Regions from separate parts of the Rattus norvegicus genome. Here region 1 is linked to region 2. Evidence: chromatin contacts called from public Hi-C data. All regions are on one chromosome and are shown on one strand. The core of a region is the stretch at or near the end of the contact, and the rest is flanking DNA. Distances in the headings are between cores, read along the strand shown.

Region 1 (3,730 bases), core at 1,111-3,610, 64 kb after region 2:
GAACCGGCCATGACACCTAGAGCGCGCTTAGCTTCCCTGAAGAACAGAATAACACCCTTGCTCAAGACTTCTGTAAAGTATAGCCCAGAGCACACCTGGACTCAGGACTGTTTCTCTTTGGGTGGAGACACTCTGCAAGGCTGGCATTGCTGCCCCCTCCTATGAAACTGTCCAAAACTACAGACATGGTGTGGGCTACTGGCCTTCAGCCGCCCACCAAGCCTTATCCAAGCCTTGAGGTTTCAGTTCATCTGCTCCTGATAAACTAGCCCAACTAAATACAATTTACTGAACTTAAGAGGTCTTGGTTACCTAGCAACAAATGAGTTGTACCTGGGATGGGGCTGCCACTCCCTAATCTGAGCACAGCTCAATACCTATGAGGTCTCCATAGCAATCCGAGGACGCTCATGGAAGCTGGAGGTTCTTACTGCTGTAGTTAGGTCCTTCAGGGGTGGTCATGGGGATCTGGAGACATGAAAAGCAGCAAAAAACATCTAGGCAACCATGAGCAAAACTGCAGGACTTGACTTGGGGCTGAAGAGAAGGTTCAGTAGTTAAAAACCACTTGCTGCTCTTACCGATGAGGGAGGTTCAGTTCCCAACACTGACAAGGAGGCTCTCAACCGTCTGTAGCTCCAGATCTAGGGGAATCTGAAGCCCTCTTTTGGTCTCCAAAGGTACTGCACTCCTATGGTGAACTTACAGGCAAAATACTTACACGCATTAAAAATTTCTGGACAATTCAGGGCGTGGTGATGCATACCTTTAGTCCTAGCACTCCGAAGCAGAGACAGATTACTGAGTTCAAGGCCAGCCAGGTCTACAAAGGAAGTCCTGGACAGCTACGGCTGGTTACACTCAGAAACCCTGATTTGAAAACACACACACACACAAACCAAAAGCCAAAAAAACTCCTTCAGTACATGAAATTCTGTTTTATCAGGCTACACCCACACACAAAAGGGGGTGATGGAATGGGGGGGGGGGGCTGCACAAACCCTCTTGGATGCTTGAGTCATTTTCTCTTCTGCTCTTCAGAGGTCATCTTGACCAGACAGACCAGAACTAAGGATGAGAATGCATGGTGGTGTGCTGCCCACTTGTACTTCAAGGCCAAGCCTCCTTACTAACAAGCTGTATTATCTTTGTTTACACAATAAGGCATTGCCAAATAGAATGCGTTCCTCAAAGCAAAATGGCACAATGGGTAAGGACACCCATTGCCAAGCCTGGTAAGTCGAGTTTGATTTCTGGAACCCACATGGTAGAGAGAACTGACTCCCCCAGGCTATCCCCTGACCTTCATGTGTATGCTGTGAGACGTGCACTGTGCGTGCACGAGTGCGCGCATGCACACGCATACACACACACACACACACACACACACACACACACACACACGAGTAACTGTAAAAGCAGCTTTTAAAAAATGAAACACCGAGAGGTTTTTAAAGAAGGGTGCTAAAACACACCATCTATGAAGCCAAACCTCACACAACTGGCCAAGGACGGAGACAGCAACACCACTGAGCCTTACAGACAACACGCAGGTCTCGGGCCCTTCCCCACCCCTCAACGCAATGTTAAAAACTCTAGTTGTTTTTTTTTTTTTTTAACACTATGAAATAAAATTCTGAAAAACAAAAGAACGAAAGCCTCAATTCTGCAAACATCCTTGAAGAGGTGACCCTCGGTCATATTAGGAGGATGGCATCTAAGTTACACAGAGGAGGGGTGGGAAGGCATTCAGTGATGGGGACACCAGACAGCCCTCTACTCAGGGGCTAGGCCAGGCCTCTTGCTGAGGACCAGCTGCTGCTCCCTAGTGAAAGCAGGCAGAGCTGGAATGTTTAGACTGAGGGAAGCAAAACCAGCCCTGAATCTGAAATCAGTACAGCAAATCTGGACATTCCTTTGGTGCTGGACTGGGGGCCTGCCACACACGGCAACTGCAGAGAGTTGCCTTCCTGGCAGGTCCACACTGAAAACAGAATAAACAGTCCATAAAACAATCCAGCCCCCTTGACATGCATAAACCACGAGACTGACCCTGCAGGACCATAAGGGGGGAGCCTCAGCGAATAAACTATCTACCAGGTGACCTAGACCAGCAGTACTGGTCAGAAAATGGACGAACCAGCTTCCCTGCTTACTCACCAGGCTCTCTGTTGGGGCAAGGATATATAAAGTGACCGACAGTGAGACAGAGTAGAGACCCTGGCAAACCAGGAGTCCCTGGGAATGTACTGTTGTGTCCACTCATGGGCTGGCCATTCCCACAGGGACATTCCCATCAACAGCCAGGCGTATGGACAGGAGAGCCCGGCCAGGTGCGGCTGACCCAGGCTGCCTGCAAGAAGCAGTCGGAGCTTAATAGCAGACATAATCCTCACTGGCATGGCTGAGGTGTAAAGCTAGTTCACACCCTAGACTCCTCCAGGAAGACTGGCTTTGGGCAGGAAGGTAGGTGGCCCCGGGGGCTCTGGAAGCTCCACTTATGGGCATCTGAGCACTCCAGGAGAAGAGAAGCAGCTCCCCAAAATTTTCCATGGAACTTAATCAGCCTCAAAGCCAATAAATCCTGGTGTGGTGTTTACGTAAGCGCTCCCAGCCTCTGGCCCTCAGCCAGTGCTCCAAAACCTACGCTGTGCCAGCTGTCGGCAGTGGGGTGCCCTCTGTGCTGCCCCCACCCTGCCTCACCAACCTAAAAGAAAAAGTCAATGAATCATAGAAATGTTCCTCCTATAAATGGAATATAAATGTTTATTAAGAAATTACGGGAACCAGGTCAGGCATTTTGCAATCTTAGTCATACTAGCTAATTAAAAAAAAAAAATCAAAATAGAAACCCATCTTAGAAACTTGAGACAATGAAAGCTTCTCTAGCCAAGGAGCGCTTGGAGCCTAGACTCAGCTTGGTTGTCAAGGCAACTCAGTATTTACCTCCAGTTCTGCTGTGTAGGAGGATCCTGACTGGGACCAGGAACAGCCAACCAAGCCACCTCCTCCCCAACACCACACAGGAGAGGTGCCAGGGTGTCCCCAGAGAGCAGAAGGAGGAAGCCACAGCTTCCCTCGGGGATGTGTACTGTCTCCCCAGCATAGACACCTATAGCACAAGGGAGAGGCACCTACATTCTCCTTCCTTCAGCCCCCTGTGCCCCAGTTCCTTGAGGGCTGGAAACCACTGAAGGCAAGTTAGAACCAGCTTGAGTCCAAAGTATAAGGAGGAAAGAAATTAAGGGTGGATGTGCCCAGACTGCACCCTCAGCTGGACAGCCCATGCCCACACTCAGATCCTATCCAGGCTCCTAGTCTGTGGGGAGGCCTGAAGGAGAGCAAATTCCCTCCTGTTCAACTACCGGTCCCCTCTATATCCGGAGACCAGTCCTGTCTGCACAGGCACCTCCAGACACGCTACTCCCTCCTGCTCTGCTCTTGCAGGGCATCAGGCTTTCTAAAGGGTTCAAGTACCACAGGGACAAACGTTCCTGCTGCAGCCTGTATACCTACAGGGCGTCTTACGGCTGACTTCCATCCAAGGGAGCAACTGACCCATGTGCCGGCTGAACGGCTCATATATAATAGTGTACAAAGTACACGCAAAGGCACATATGCACACATGTACATGTGGGCACACATCCATACACACCCACGTAAACTCTTTCTTCCAAGCCAAGCTCCACGAGTAACTGGACAAATGAGTTTGAAACTCTGGATCATAATT
Region 2 (3,778 bases), core at 679-3,178:
CTCAGGGCACACCCAGTGCTGGAAGGCATCACAGGTTCCAGCGCCCCCGGACCTCCTCTGGGAATGAAGGAAACAGGCCTGGGCCTGGAGCAGTGGGTGTCAAGGTATCACCAGGCCCCTGCGTGGGCCTGATGGCTGTGGGAATCTGAGGGGATTATGCGGTGGTTTGGCAATGCTGAAAGGCAGACTCCACGCCCACTAAATCCTTTAGAGTAGAGGAGCCCTTGTTTCCAGGTGAGTTCAGTTCCGAAGGGGGTGGGCACACACAGCCTAGCTGGGGCTTCCGAGAGCTGCATCTGTTCCTGATCCCCTGGGGGGACTAGTGACATGCTCTAAAGGAAAACAGTGAGGACCTCCCTCACCATGGTTGACAACCCAGGCAAGGATGAGCTAGCTGCTGGTGCCATCTTTGAGGGAAAGCCACCTGGTGACATAACCAGCCCTTGGAGCAGATCAAAGGGAGCCAGATGGGTGGTACCAGCTGCCAGGGCTACCAGCTCTCCCAGCCCAGAAACGCCTAAGGCTTCCTGGATAAGAGAGCTGGAGATAGTGCCCAGCTGCTCGCCACCCCTCGTTTGTAGGCCACAGCATCCTTAGCTTCCTGCTTAGACCCTCCAGGGCCAATTGTCCCATTCTAACATCAACACCCACTCTTTGCAGGCTCCGGCTGTGGTGCTAGGGCTCAAATACCAAGGTGTTCGGAGAGGTCTGGAAGCCACAAAGGCCCCCAAGGCCCTGGAACAAGGTAAGTGAACATGGATGACCACTGAAGGACAGACTCACAGACAGAGCATCTCCAGGGCAGCCACCACTCCCTTTCACAATACCAGAAAAGGTCTGACTGCCTCTTCCACCATGCCTTCAAATAGCAGACAGCACAGTCCATATGGTCTATTACATCCTCCGCATAGCCCCGTCCCTTGGTCCCTTGGCTTAGTGGGTTTCCCCGATGTGATGGCAGGCCCCTGAGGACTCTCGGGGCCATGAGCAGGTGGGAAAGTAGGGATCCTGCAAAGCAGCAGCAATTACAAGCTCCACCCTGAGATGGGGTACTTTGTGGTGGGAACCTGTCCAGGCAAAGGCCTTATCCGAGAGATCAGGCAAATTACTGGGTAGCCATCAGAGTGGAGCCTAGGCACAGACGTGTGTGCAACAGACACCTCATTAGGCTAATTATGGGCTCCTGGGCCCACTGGTACTATGTGGATGGAGATAAACTCAAGGTCAGCCAAGAGAACAGCAGCAGGGTGATGCTTTCCTCAGAAGGCTAGTTTGCCACAGGCCCTCAGGCTGAGGCCTACCACAGAAAGAGGGAAGAAATGAAGGGGGTGGCCACTTTAGAAGTCCACAGATCCCACACCTGCTCATAAGTCCTGCTTCCTTCCACTTCATCTGTAACCCTCATCCATGTAGGATTGCCAGGAGATGCTGGCCACTGGATACAGTCCATAAAAAAAATGGCGATAGGGCTGGAGAGATGGCAGTTAAAAGCGCTGATTGCTTCCAGAGAACACTGGTTGGATTCCCAGAAAAGATGGCTCAAAACCATCTGTAACTCCAGTTCCCAAAAGATCCAGTGCCCTTGGTGGGCAACAGGCATGCACGTGGTACACAGACACACATGCGGGCAAAACACCCACACGCAGAAAATATTTTAATCTTAAAAATTAAAACGGTGGCAAAGGTGACGGTGCGTGCACAAATATCAGCCTTGTATTGCACATACGTTAGCTCCTCCATAGCTATAAACAGATACATTTATTTCATAAACGAGAGAACAGTGGCTCACGCAGCTTAGTGATTTGCTAGCAGCTGTTGGAGCTAGAAAAATCAAGACTTGGCCCTAAACTAGAAACAGGCCGAGGTACCACCCACCAAATAAGAGCTGGTGGGAAGTGGCGCCCCCCCACGCCCCCCCCCCCGAACAGCTCGCTCCTCCCTCAAGAGATGACGTCACGGGGCCCGCCTCCTTTAAAGCAGCTGAGTCTCTCCAGTGTCTTAGGGAGCTGAAGGATTGTGCTTCTTTGCTTTTGAGATTCAGTACCCATATCCTCCGCGCTTTCGTTAAGAAGGGCCTGGCACGCCTCTGTAGGCTTGAGCATCTGTCTCTTAACTGCTTTCTCAGGCTTCGTGCTCAGGACACCTGCCAGAACCATTCAGCAAGACCACAGGGAGCATCTACCCGCGCGGGTGGGGACCGGGAGGAAACCCTGTGTTACTCTGCCCTCCTCCGAGGTCTCCACCAGAAACCCCTCCACAGTACTTGCCTCCTCTCCCATCCTGAAAGTTCTAAATTGGCTTGCGGAGGCTGACTGTGACCTGTTATACTTCCTTTCCTAGCGATAACCCCGCCCTGCTCTCTCCTGGCCCAGCACTCTCCTGGAGGCATCTACTTCCCCTGTATGGACCCCCGCTCTACTTCCGGGAAGGCTCAAGGCGGGGCTGAGACAAAGAGCCATGTCAGAGGCCCACAGGCACCCTGGGTACTTAACAAAACAAACAAACAATAAACAGATCTGAGGTTTTTCTTTTTTTTCTTTTTTTAAAGGAAGGGGCATGTCAAGGTCTCCCCCACCCCAAACTGCACCAGGCAGGCTCAACTGGCCTTGCCCACTGCTCCTTTCTTTCTTCATGGAAAAAAAAAAAAAATGGAAAAGGCATGGAATTGGTTTATAGCTTTAAATGTCAGTAGCAACACCTACACCTGGGAAACACTGTAGCTCCTTCCTGGGTTTGTGGAATCAGAACTTGTGTTCATCAAGCTACCCAAAGGATGCTGGTGCAGCCGTGTACGGTGGGGGGAGAGGGGCCGCCCTGGCTCCTGGATTCTATCTCCATCCCCAAGACCTGTCTCCACCAGTGATGCCTTACTTTTCTCCTGAGTCCTGCAACTCCAGGGCTTCTCCCACCAAGAACAAAGCTCTCCAATATTTCTTTTGTCTGCACATACCAGCTAACCTTGAATATCCTCTGTCTAAATGTCCCCCTCCAGATTATAGAGACTGCAGGTAAACAGGCTCAGATCCCATCCTGGACTCACAACTAAGCTGTGTCTCAGATTAGCCTCCCTGCCTCTATTCCTTATTTTCCAAAGGAAAAGCAGAAGCTCTGAGCTGACGCAGGACAGGAGATTGCCACCCTGGCCCACCAGACCTAGAATGCCAGGCAGAGTTGAGGAGGCTTCTACAGTGCAGACCCAGACCTGTGTTCCACAGGCCACTGCCTGGGAGCCATGATCCTCTTTCCAGTTTCATCTAATACCTGTGTGGATAGGACACCCAGGCCAGCTCCCACCAACTTAAGCCTGCTTCAGTGTGAGCCAAGCCATTCAAGGTGCTAATGCTACAAGAGCTGCCCACTTCCCTGGAAGTCCCTCGCTCTCTCTCTGGGTCCATTGTCCCCTTGTAGATTTCCCCTTTGCTTCTGAAACCCACAGACCTTGGTCCTTCCCAGCTGCCCAGGGCCACTTCTATTGGGCTCCTATATCTTTGTGCCTCTTCCCTTGAAATACCTATTGTCCCTGGATCTCCCCAAGGGCTATCTTACTCTACTTTTGTCACTATAACAGAACAACTGAAACTGGATAGATGATAAAGAATTGAGGGTTATCCACTGTATTAGGGTTCTCTAGAGTCACAGAACTTATGGAATGTCTCTCTATATTGAGGGAATTTATCATGATGACTTAATGGTCTGTATTCCAACTAACCCAACAATGTCAGCTATGAATGGGAATCTAATAGTTGCTCAATCCCACGAGGCTAGTTGTTTCAGCTGG

Evidence for each region. Hi-C and Micro-C count contacts between places; a contact is called where the count stands out from the background.
Region 1: a contact with region 2 is called in a Hi-C map of frontal cortex, with 4 times the contacts expected there. The contact joins the promoter of Klf13 here to the enhancer-like site in region 2. A contact is called at or near these places in 11 of 12 Hi-C or Micro-C datasets (the A7r5 cell line, the Rat2 cell line, Schwann cells and 6 more).

The regions. Positions count from the first base shown.
Region 1 is chr1:126,946,076-126,949,805 of GRCr8, forward strand. It overlaps Klf13 (KLF transcription factor 13), which reads right to left and starts at 2,361. Exons shown (of 2, transcript NM_001109147.1): 1 at 2,161-2,361. The coding sequence starts at 2,266.
Region 2 is chr1:126,882,018-126,885,795 of GRCr8, forward strand. No RefSeq gene overlaps it. Among named protein-coding and RNA genes, the nearest start is that of Klf13, 65 kb to the right of the region's middle. Within about 2 kb of position 1,929, at least 41 of the 93 cell types and tissues checked have an H3K27ac peak or open chromatin away from gene starts, as enhancers often do. A contact at or near this core is called in prefrontal cortex, where this site is marked.